Regions from separate parts of the Callithrix jacchus genome. Here region 2 is linked to region 1. Evidence: chromatin contacts called from public Hi-C data. All regions are on one chromosome and are shown on one strand. Each heading gives the region's core, a stretch centred on a gene start, on an enhancer-like site or on the middle of the called end of the contact. The rest is flanking DNA. Distances are from core to core; before and after follow the strand shown.

Region 1 (5,305 bases), core at 1,352-3,851:
CTGGAGTGCAGTGGCGTGATCTTGGCTCACTGTAACCTCCACTTCCCAAGTTCAAGCGATTCTCCTGCCTCAGCCTCCCAAGTAGCTGCGACTACAGGCACGTGCCACCAGGCCTGACTAATGTTTTGTATTTTTAATAGAGATTGGGTTTCACTCTGTTAGCCAGGATTGTCTTGATCTCCTGACCTTGTCATCCACCCGCCTTGGCCTTCCAAAGTGCTGGGATTACAGGTGTGAGCCACCGCACACAGCCTCATTTTTAAAAATACAGAGTCTTGCTCTGTCACCCAGGTTAGTGCAGTGGCGTGATCTTGGCTCACTGCAACCTCCACCTCCCAGGTTCAAGTGATTCTGCTGCCTAAACTTCCTGAGTAGCTGGGACTACAGCTTGTGCCACCATGCCCAGCTAATTTTTTGTATTTTTAGTAGAGACAGGGTTTTACCGTGTTGGCCAGGCTGGTCTTGAACTCCTGGCTTCAAGTGATCTGCGTGCCTCGACCTCCTAAAGTGCTGGGATTACAGGTGTGAGCCACCATGCCCGGCCTAGCAGATTCTATTTTTAACAATCTTCCTTCTCTGTCCCACCTTGGAGCCCTCTTGATTTTGTCTGTTTATCTGGCAGGGCCTGCTGTGCTCCTTGGGGATGTGACCAGAGCTCTGAAGCACAGGCTCCCCAAGTATGCTCTTCCCTTGCTCCTCAAGTGTGGCATCCTCCCTCAGCTTGTATGTCTGGGCTTCATGTTCTGAGGCAGGAAACTGGATATTACTGAGGTACAGCCACTCAGCTGGGACCACGGGAGGCAGAAGCAGAGGGTGAGAAACAGGAGAGGACAAAGTGGGCACCTTCTCATCAAGGACTGGAGCCTAGCCTCGGAGGCCTCTTTCCTGCTGAATATGATCACAATAACAGAATAATAACAGTAGCTCCCAATTCTTGCCCATTTACTGTACATCTCTGAGAGGCATGCTGCAAGTAATTTATATGCATCATTTCATTTAATCCTTTCAGCAATCTGTGAGGTATGTGCTGTGATGATGTTCATTACACATATGGGGCTGGTAGAAGTTAAATTACCTAGACCACACTGTCAGAAAAAGCTAGGATTCCAACACAGCCTATCTGACTTCAGATGCCTCTCAGATATGTTCCTGGTCTTGCAGGAGTTTTTCTTGGTGGTGCTTCAAAGCCTCATGGAGCATGACCTCTCTGATGATCTCAAGACAAAACTCCGCAAAAGAACTCCAGCAGGGTATCAGGCTGGAGGGCTTGTGGGGGGTGGGGGGATGCATGTATAGAGGGTGGTTGGGTGCATTCTGGATGAACCAGAGTGCCAAGAGGAACTCCCCCAAACTTCCAAGGTCCTCTCAGGGTTGGACAGCCAGGAGAAGGTGGCTTCCTCAAAAAAAGAGGTACTGCTGGAGCTTGTCTGGACTGACTCCTTTCAGATCTGTGGGTAGAAGACAGCCAGTGGCTGAGCTGGGAGTTCAAGAGGAGCCCAGGAACATGCAGGCCTACAAGTCTGTCTCCATCCTGTTTGCTGGTGAGAGCAGCTTGGTGAGAGTACAGCTCCTCACTGGCCACCTGAGAGTCTGGTGGAAGTGACATAGCTCATAACTGGAGGGGCAAGGACCATGCCTGTTTCTCATAGGGGACACAGCACCAGCACAGTGTCAGATATGCAGTGCACCATATGTGTCTGTGGATAAACAATCCCCATTTTTCTTTTTCTTATGCCTCACTTTCCCCAGTGCTGGTGTCCTGGACTGAAGATCCTGGCTGGAGTGCATGTTACTGCCGACAAAACTTCAGAACACCAGGCAGGGCAAGACCAGTGACATCAGACTGAGATACAATGGCACTGATCCTGGATTTGCAGGGCCAGGATAAACAAGAGACTGTAGAGACCATTTTGTCCCATTCATTCTTTTATAGGCAGAACACAGACCCAGAGAAAAGAGATAACTTGTCCCAAGCTACCCCGTGAAGGAGGAGGAAGGCCAGGGATAAAGAGTGTGCTTCTAGAATCTTTATTTATTTATTTATATGAGACATAGTTTCACTCTTGTTGCCCAGGCTGGAGTGCAGTGGCGCAATCTGGACTCAGTGCAACCTCCGCCTACCAGGTTCAAGCGATTCTCCAGCCTCAGCCTCCAGAGTAGCTGGGATTACAGGCACCGCCACCGCGCCCAGCTATTTTTTTTTTTTTTTTTTTTTAGTAGAGATGGGGTTATACCATGTTGACCAGGCTGGTCTCGAACTCCTGATCTCAGGCAATCCTCCCGCCTTGGCCTCCGAAAGTGCTGGAATTACAGGCGTGAGCCACCGCGCCCTGCCGTTTGCTTCTAGAATCTTAACTCTTCGGGGTCAACCTCTCCTTCCACGCTGAGGAAACGGGATCTTCCTGCAACCCCCGAGACAACCGCCGAACAGTCACCCAACTTAGCGTTGGGGCCCGGACGTTCCGTCGATCGGATGTACGATGCTCGACTTCTAGGTCTTGAGTACAACGCAGGATAAATCGATTGGTCATCCCTGCCGGTCGCTGCCGAGCGCTGATTGGCTCGGGCTTGGGAAGTGCTGAAAAGGCCGGCGCGGGGGGCGTGCCTGGGGAAGGGACTCTAGCAGCGCTGAGCTGCCCGAGGGTGCCAGGTGCTGCCGCTGAGTGGGTGCTGGTGCGTGCGAGGCTCTCTCGAAGAAACCCAAATGCGTCGTGAGCCTGTCATGTGCCCCAGGGAGCACTGGAGGCGGGACAGGGGCTAAGACCTCCCAGTCTTCACTCCGTGTTGTCGAGTACGCATTTGAAATCGTTCCCCAACCTTGCAGTTCCTCCGAGGCCCTTCCCAGGCGCCCAGACTCTGTTGAGCCCATTGCTAAAACTCCTCGTTAGTCTTTACTACCCCTTCAGTCTCCGTTTTGAAGCAGCGGTTTTCAACCACTGCGCGTTTTAAAAAGAAGTCCATCGCAAGCCAAAAGCAGGGCGGGGTTCGCCACCTCTTCGTGCCACCCCTCTTTAGGGACACCTTAGGGTGGAGCGACGAGTCGCCCTTGACTGAGTAGTCCCTGCCCTTGCCAGGGCGATATTTCTGGAAATGCAGATTCGACCGAGCCTTGCACTAGTGAGAATTCAGTGGGTCCCTAGCACCTAGTGCAGCGGCTCCTAGCCTGAGTACTGCCCTCTTTCGGTGGGGAGGGGTTGGGTTTTTTTGTGGCATCCATGAATCTGATCTCCAACATTCCTCCACGTCAATTCCCACTACACCCAAATCCCTTACCCTCTACCTAGGCTTTCCAGCCACAGTGCTGGCTTGGGTGGGGGTGCGTGCAGTGCTGACACCAAAGTGGAGGTCCCTTGTTTCTGAGAGCGTCTCTTTTAGAGCAATGCAAACGTGAAATCCCTCCTGCCAAGAAACAATTTCAGCTCCTCCTGGATTAAAGCCTTTGAGAAACAAAGCTGAGGTAGGTAACGCAATTTAAAAAAAAAAAAACAACGAGTTTTAGGTAGACTAAGTGTAAAGAAAAGGAAGGAGTCTTGGGTGGGGAAGGGATTCAGGGCACTGGTAAGGACGCTCTGAATGAAGAGACCACCTAAACAGGCTTTGTGTCAGCAACAAGGCTGTTCATTCACTCGGGTGCGAGTGCGCTGAGTCCGAAGAAAGTCAGCAGAGGGTGGTGGGATAGGAGCTGGTTTTATAGGTTGGGGGTAGGTAATGGAAAGTTAGAGTTGAGGGCGGTTTTTTGCAAGTGAGTGAGGGGGACAGTGTCACAGGGTACACTGTCACAAGGTTGATCTATCAGTTTGAGGCAGGAACAGTGGTAGAATGTTGTAAAGTCGGTTAATCAGGCACTGCAGGAGCTAGCTATTCTTCTTTTGCGGTTTTTCTGTTACAGACTTTCTGGTTCTGGGAGGCCATCTGGAGGTGTACGTGTGGGTTGCCGTGGCTTGACTATGGTGTAGTCCATGGTGCAGTCAGTTCAAAGAACCTTTGCAGGCACTAGCTTCCTTATCCCTGAGCATGGGGGATGGGGGAGGGGATCATGTGTAGTCGTGGGAGGCATTGATAGAGCAACCTCATTCAGGGAAAGAAAAGTGGAGGAAGGAAGCAGAGTGAGGAAAGGCCATGGTAGAGTCTGGGGCTGTGGGGTGGACTTCTGGCAGGAGCCTTCTCCTGTCATGGCTTTGGGGCTGATATGGTTAGATGCCTTGTGTCCCCACCCAAGTCTCATCTTAAATTGTAATCCTCATAATCCCCACTTGTCAAGCTGGGACTACAGGTGCCCACCACCACCACACCCAGCTAATTTTTGTATTTTTAGTAAAAACAGGGTTTCACCACGTTGGCCAGGATGGTCTGATCTCTTGACCTCGTGATCCACCCACCTCGGTCCCCCAAAGTGCTAGGATTATAGGCATGAGCCACCGAGCCCGGCCAAAAATAACCTAATTTAAAAACGAGCAAAGGATATAAATAGACACGTCTTTACTTTTTTTTTTAATTTTATTTATTTATTTTTGAGATGGAGTCTCGCTCTGTTGCCCAGGCTGGAGCACAGTGGCATGGTCTCTGTTCACTGCAACCTCCACCTCCTGGGTTCAAGCAATTCTCCTGCCTTAGCCTCCTGAGTAACTGGGATTACAGGTGCCTGCCACCATGGCCAGTCTGAATAGATCCTTCCTTCTTTCCTTCCTTCCTTCTTCCTTTCCTTTTCCTTTTCCTTTTCCTTTCCTTTTCCTGTCCTGTCCTGTCCTGTCCTTTCTTTTCGCTCTTGTTGCCCAGGCTGGAGTGCAATGGTGCAATCTCAGCTTACCACAACCTCCACCTCCTGAGTTCAAGCGATTCTCCTGCTGGGATTACAAGCATGCGCCACCATGCCTAATGAATTTTCTATTTTTAGTAGAGGCAGGGTTTCTCCATGTTGGTCAGACTGGTCTTGAACTCTTGACCTCAGGTGATCCGCCTGCCTCAGCCTCCCAAAGTGTTGGGATTACAGGTGTGAGCCACCACACCCGGCGACATTTCTTTAAAGAAGATAAACAAAGGGCTAATAAATGCATGAAAAAGTGTTCAACATCAGTAATCATTAGGAGAATGTGAATCAAAACCACAATGAGATACTATGTCACACCCATTAGCATGGCTATTAAAAACAAAAGAGAGAACATAATAAGTGTTAGTGAGGCTCACACCTGTAATCGGAAGCATCATACACTGCTGTTGGGAATGTGAAATCACATGGCCACTGTGGAAAACAGCCTGGCAGTTTCTCAGCATGGAACTACCATGTAACCCAGCAATTCCACTTCTA
Region 2 (5,305 bases), core at 1,219-3,718, 39 kb after region 1:
GGACAAGTCACTGGCCTTCTCTGGCCTTCCCAGGTAAGCTTGGACCTTCTGGGATGCTTCAAGTTCAAATTATTATTGTACAACTGTTGAATAATATGAGGAATGCTGCAGGTTACTGGGCCTGTGTGGACCTGTTTTGGATTCTTGGCTGGGTCTAGAGGTGGGAGGCTGGGGCCACTGTAAGCAGCACAGGCAGGTGGCCAGATGGCCTAGTAGCTTCAGCCCTGAGGACTGGACTGAGTTCTAAGGCCACCACGCCCAAAGGAAGGATCATTGCTCACTTCCTACTCGAGAAGCAGATGGCAGAATTGTTTTGGAGGGGTCTGGCTTGGGGCTTGGGACGTATGTTCATGTGGTCCAGATGGAGATCCAAGAGTTAGACTCTTTCTAGATATCATGTAGCACTTAAGATTAAACCTTTTTGCACATGGTCTCCTCTCTGCTTTACAACAGCTCAGTAAAATAGGTCCACACATCCACTCTAATAGATGAGGGAGCTCAGAGGGGGTAACCAACCCCTCCAGGTCACACAGCCAGGGAGGGGGTTGAGCCGTTTCCAACCACTGCCTTGGTTGTTGCAGATCCATCCCTGTAGACATATTTATTGAAGTGGGGGCCTGAAGGCTGAACAGCCAACACAGAAGAGGAGGTGCTTAGGGGTGAGGGCAATTTATGGCCCTTCAAGGGCCCAGTGCAGGTGGGATGGGAGCCAAGGTAAGGCTGGGCTATGCCCAGTTGTAAGCAAAGTTTCTAAACAAACCCATGACTTTGTCTAAATGTAAGTTTGTGGTGGCATTCAAGTCCCACCATCACCCATCTGTCCAGATTCATCTGCCTGGGATCCCTGTCTTGGGGCCAGTGGTTACTGGCCTGCTTCCTGGTCAATTAGCACACTAGGGCCGGGACTATGGGGAGGTGTGAGAAGCCTAGAGTGCAAAATTTAAGGAGCACTCACTCTCAGGGACGTGCAGGTGCAGGCTAGCTCTGGCAGGACCCTAAGAGTTAGTCTCTTCCCTCCCTGTTTCCCCATCCAACTTTCTCTCTAAGCATTAGGTTTCCAGAGGACAGAGACCACATCTTCATTAGAAGTCCTGGGGGGTCCCCAGCATTGAAGGGCTCACAGTTGGAGCTCAATAAACACTTGCCAGTGGCCAGCCTTATCTTTCTTTCCCAACTGAAAAATGGCCTAGGCTAGGCTGGGCACGGTGGCTCACACCTGTAATCCCAGCACTGTGGGAGGCCGAGGCGGGCAGATCACAAGGTCAGGAGATTGAGACCATCCTGGCCAACATGGTGAATCCCCGTCTCTACTAAAATCCAAAAATTAGCTGGGCGTGGTGGCAGGCGCCTGTAGTTCCAGCTACTGGGGAGGCTGAGGCAGGGGAATTGCTTGAAACCGGGAGGTGGAGGTTGCAGTGAGCCGAGATAGTGCCACTGCACTCCATTCTGGCAACAGAGTGAGACTCTGTCTCGAAAAAAAAAAAGGAAAAATGGCCTAGGCTGGGAAGGCCAGGTTCCTGTCTATTTTGCGATCCAAATGACTCTGACTTGCCCAGAGTGTGGACTTCTCCTTCACCAAGAATAAGCAGATGAGATGGGCAGAAGAATCGTAATGTCCCTGCAAGATTCAGGAAGTCTAAGCCAGAAAGTAAACGACTTTTTTTTTTCTTCGAGATGTAGTTTGGCTCTTGTTGCCCAGGCTGGAGTACAGTGGTGCCATCTCGGCCCACTGCAACCTCCACCTCCCAGGTTCAAACGATTCTCCTGCCTCAGCCTCCCGAGTAGCTGGGATTACAGGCATGCACCACCACGCTCGGTTAATTTTGTATTTTTAGTAGAGACAGGGTTTCTCTATGTTGATCAGGCTGGTCTCGAACTCCCGACCTCAGGTAATCCTCCTGCCTCAGCCTCCCAAAGTGCTGGGATTACAGGCCTGAGCCACCGCGCCCCCCGGCCTTTGTTTATGTTTTTTACATGCGGGGCAATACACCTGGAGTGTCGAATACTTGCTCCAAGCCACACGGCCGCATAAGGACAGGGCTACATAACAAGTTCTTCGAAGCTGTCATAGAATCAAGGAAAACCTGGGACGCAACTACTTGAGGCGCATCGAGTGTGTCGACGCTCTACTTACAAGGACTGGGACGGTGAGCAGGATCAATCCATTGCTTTTGCCTGCCTGCGGAGTGCTGATTGGTCCCCGCTTAGGAAACGGAAAAAGAGGTGGGCGCGCGCACGGTTGCGCGGGAAGCCGTCTCCTTCCCCGAGGCCATGGCGTCGCTCAATTGTAGCAGCATTGTGTGCGTGATCTGCTTGGAGAAGCCCAAATACCGCTGCCCGGCTTGCCGCGTGCCCTAGTGAGTGGGAAGGTCGCGGGGTCCGGGGGGTGCGGGTGTCGGGCCGCAGCGGGAGGGCGGGACGGCAGGAACCCGCGGGCTGCAGGAGAGGCCACGGGCTCTCGGTGCTGACGCGGCCTTGGCCCTCTCTTGTTACAGCTGCTCGGTGGCTTGCTTCCGGAAACACAAAGGTGAGTCCTCGTCCCCGCCAGCCCTCGGCCCCCTCCTCGCGCGGGGCAGCCCCCTAGTTCCACTGCCGTGTTGGCTGTGCATCGTTTACCTCCTCTCGTCTCCGTGGGTTCTGCAGGAGCCTTGTTTTCTCTGACTTGGTGTCATACGCCTCTTCCTGTGTGTCGGACAGTTTTCTGTGTTGTCCCTGCCTGTGATCGCACTCCGGATTTTGAACAGTCGGTAGCCTTTCTTCTACTCCGCCCTTCTGTGGAGGAACCTCCATGCTGTTTTCCATAATTACTATACCAATTTACGTTCCCAACAACAGTGTTTAAAGAGTTTCCTTTTCTCCATATCCTTGCCAGCATGTTATTTTTTGTTTTGATAATTGCCATTCTTTCTTCGGTGAGATGATATCTCATTGTGGTTTTGACTTGCATGTCCCCAATGATTAGTGATGTTGAACTAATTTTTTCATATACTTGGTGGTCATTTGTATGTCTTTTGAGAAGTGTCTATTCAGATCATTTGTCCATTTTATTTTTTTGAGACGGAGTCTTGCTCTTGTCGTCCAAGCTGGAGTACAGTGGCATGATCTCAGCTCACTGCAACCTCCGCTTCCCGGGTTCAGGTGATTCTTCTGCCTCAGCCACCAGAGTAGCTGGAATTACAGGTGCCTGCCACTTATTCCCGGCTAATTTTTGTGTTTTTAGTAGAGACGAGGTTTCACCATGTTGGCCAGGTTGGTCTTGAACTCCATTTTCTTTTTTTCTTTTGTTGAGACGGAGTTTCACTCTTGTTACCCAGGCTGGAGTGCAATGGCGGGATCTCGGCTCACCGCAACCTCCATCTCCTGGGTTCAGGCAATTCTGCGTCAGCCTCCTGAGTAGCTGGAATTACAGGCACACGCCACCGTGCCCAGCTAATTTTTTATATTATTAGTAGAGATGGGGTTTCACCTTGTTGACCAGGATGGTCTCGATCTCTTGACCTCATGATCCATCCGCCTCGGCCTTCCAAAGTGCTGGGATTACAGGCGTGAGCCACCTTGGGTGACCCATTTGTCCATTTAAATGTATTTTTGTTTTTTGGGTTTTTTTTTTTTTTTTTTTTTTTTTAGTGGCGAGCTTCTTGTATGTTCTGGATATTAACCCTTTGTCAGATGAATATTTTGCAGATATCTTCTCCCATCCTATAGGTTGTCTCTTCACTCTGTTATTCCCTTTATTGTACAGAAGCTTTGTCGTGTAATAGAATTCCATTTGCCTATTTTTGCTTTTGTTGCCTGTGTTTTGAGATTTTATTCATAAAATCATTGCCCAGACCAATGTCCTGAAGCATTTCCCCTGTGTTTTCTTATACTAATTTCAGTTTCAGGTCTTATATTTAGGTCTTTAATCCATTTTGATGTTTATATATGGTGACAGATAAGGATCTAGTTTAATTCTGCATATGGTTATCCTTACAGTTACTGTTTTCAATACTGTACCATTTATTGAAGAGTGCTTCCCCCCATATACGCTCTTGGTGCCTTTGTGGAAAGTCAGTTGGCTATAAATGTATGACTTTATATATGTCTGGGTTTTTTATTCTGTTCCGTTGATCTGTGTGTGTATTTTTATGCTAGTACCATGCTGTTTTAGATATTACAGCTCTATAGTATATTTTGAGGCCAAGTACTGGTGATGCCTCCAGCCTTGTTCTGTTTGCTCAGGATTGCTTTGCCTATTGGGGGTCTTTTGTGGTTCCATACCAATTTTAGGATTTTAAAAAAATTTCTGCGAAGAGTGTCGTTGGTATTTTGATAGGGATTGCATTGACTCTGTAGATTGCTTTGGATAGTATGGTCATTTTAATATTTTTCTTATTGGTGGATATGTACATTAATTTTGCCTTTGTTGCTGCTATAGGCAGTGTTAAAGTGGTATTTAATGAAAAATAATTTTTATCAGAAATTTCTGATAGCCACATTTGTTGGACACTTTTGTCTTTTTTGTGTGTGTGTGTGTGTGTCTTGCTCTGTCACTCAGGCTGGAGTGCAGTGGTACAAACACTGCTCACTACAGCCTTGACTTCCTGGGCTCAGCCTCCCAAACAGCTGGGAGGCAGTGTCCTACCTCAGCCTCCCAAACAGTTGGGACTACAGGCATGTGCCACCATACCTGGCTTATTTATTTTTAATTTTTGTGGAGATGAGGTCCCATATAGCCTGGGCTGGTCTTGACCTCCTGGGCTCAAGTGATCCTCCCATCTTGGCCTTCCAAAGTGTTGGGATTACAGACATGAGCTACCCGTGCCCACCTGTCATCTTTCTTGATTCCTATGAATATCTGCTGTGCTTGGCTTCTTCTTTCTTGATATTCTTCTTTGTAAGCTGGGAAGATACTGCTCTGTGGTATTCTGTCCTCTCATTTTCCCATTGAAATCCTAACCAGGCCTGACCCTGCTCTAGCTTCTTAGATGAGATAGGGTGTATTCAGGGTGGCATAGCTGTAGATCCTCTTGCTATTGTTTTTTTTTTTTTTTTTTTTTTTTTTTTTGAGACAAGGTCTTACTCTGTTGCCCATGATGGAGTGCAGTGGTGTGATCACAGCTCATTGCACCCTCAGCCTTCTGGGCCCAAGTGATCCTCCCACCTTAGCCTCCTGAGTAGCGGAGATGAACTTTATTTTTTGTAGAGATGGGGTCTCACTATATTGCCCAGGCTGGTCTTGGACTCCTGGGCTTAAGCATTCCTCCTGCCACAACCTCCCAAAGTGCTGGGATTATAGTTAGGAGCCACTGTGCTCAGTCTCTCC

Evidence for each region. A called contact is a pair of places that touch in the nucleus more often than the background predicts.
Region 2: a Hi-C map of skeletal muscle shows a contact between it and region 1, with 10 times the contacts expected there. The contact joins the enhancer-like site here to the promoter of ZNHIT3 in region 1. A contact is called at or near these places in 3 of 3 Hi-C or Micro-C datasets (induced pluripotent stem cells and skeletal muscle).

Annotation. Positions count from the first base shown.
Region 1 is chr5:96,713,085-96,718,389 of calJac240_pri, forward strand. ZNHIT3 (zinc finger HIT-type containing 3) reads left to right here and starts at 2,602. Exons shown (of 11, transcript XM_078373744.1): 1 at 2,602-2,791; 2 at 3,285-3,457. LOC144582632 (a long non-coding RNA gene) reads left to right here. Exons shown (of 6, transcript XR_013535726.1): 5 at 623-771; 6 at 1,750-2,085.
Region 2 is chr5:96,752,548-96,757,852 of calJac240_pri, forward strand. ZNHIT3 (zinc finger HIT-type containing 3) reads left to right here. Exons shown (of 11, transcript XM_078373744.1): 6 at 1-33; 7 at 2,063-2,357; 8 at 2,496-2,527. The coding sequence starts at 2,272. Among named protein-coding and RNA genes, the nearest start is that of ZNHIT3, 40 kb to the left of the region's middle. Within about 2 kb of position 2,469, at least 12 of the 16 cell types and tissues checked have an H3K27ac peak or open chromatin away from gene starts, as enhancers often do. A contact at or near this core is called in skeletal muscle, where this site is marked.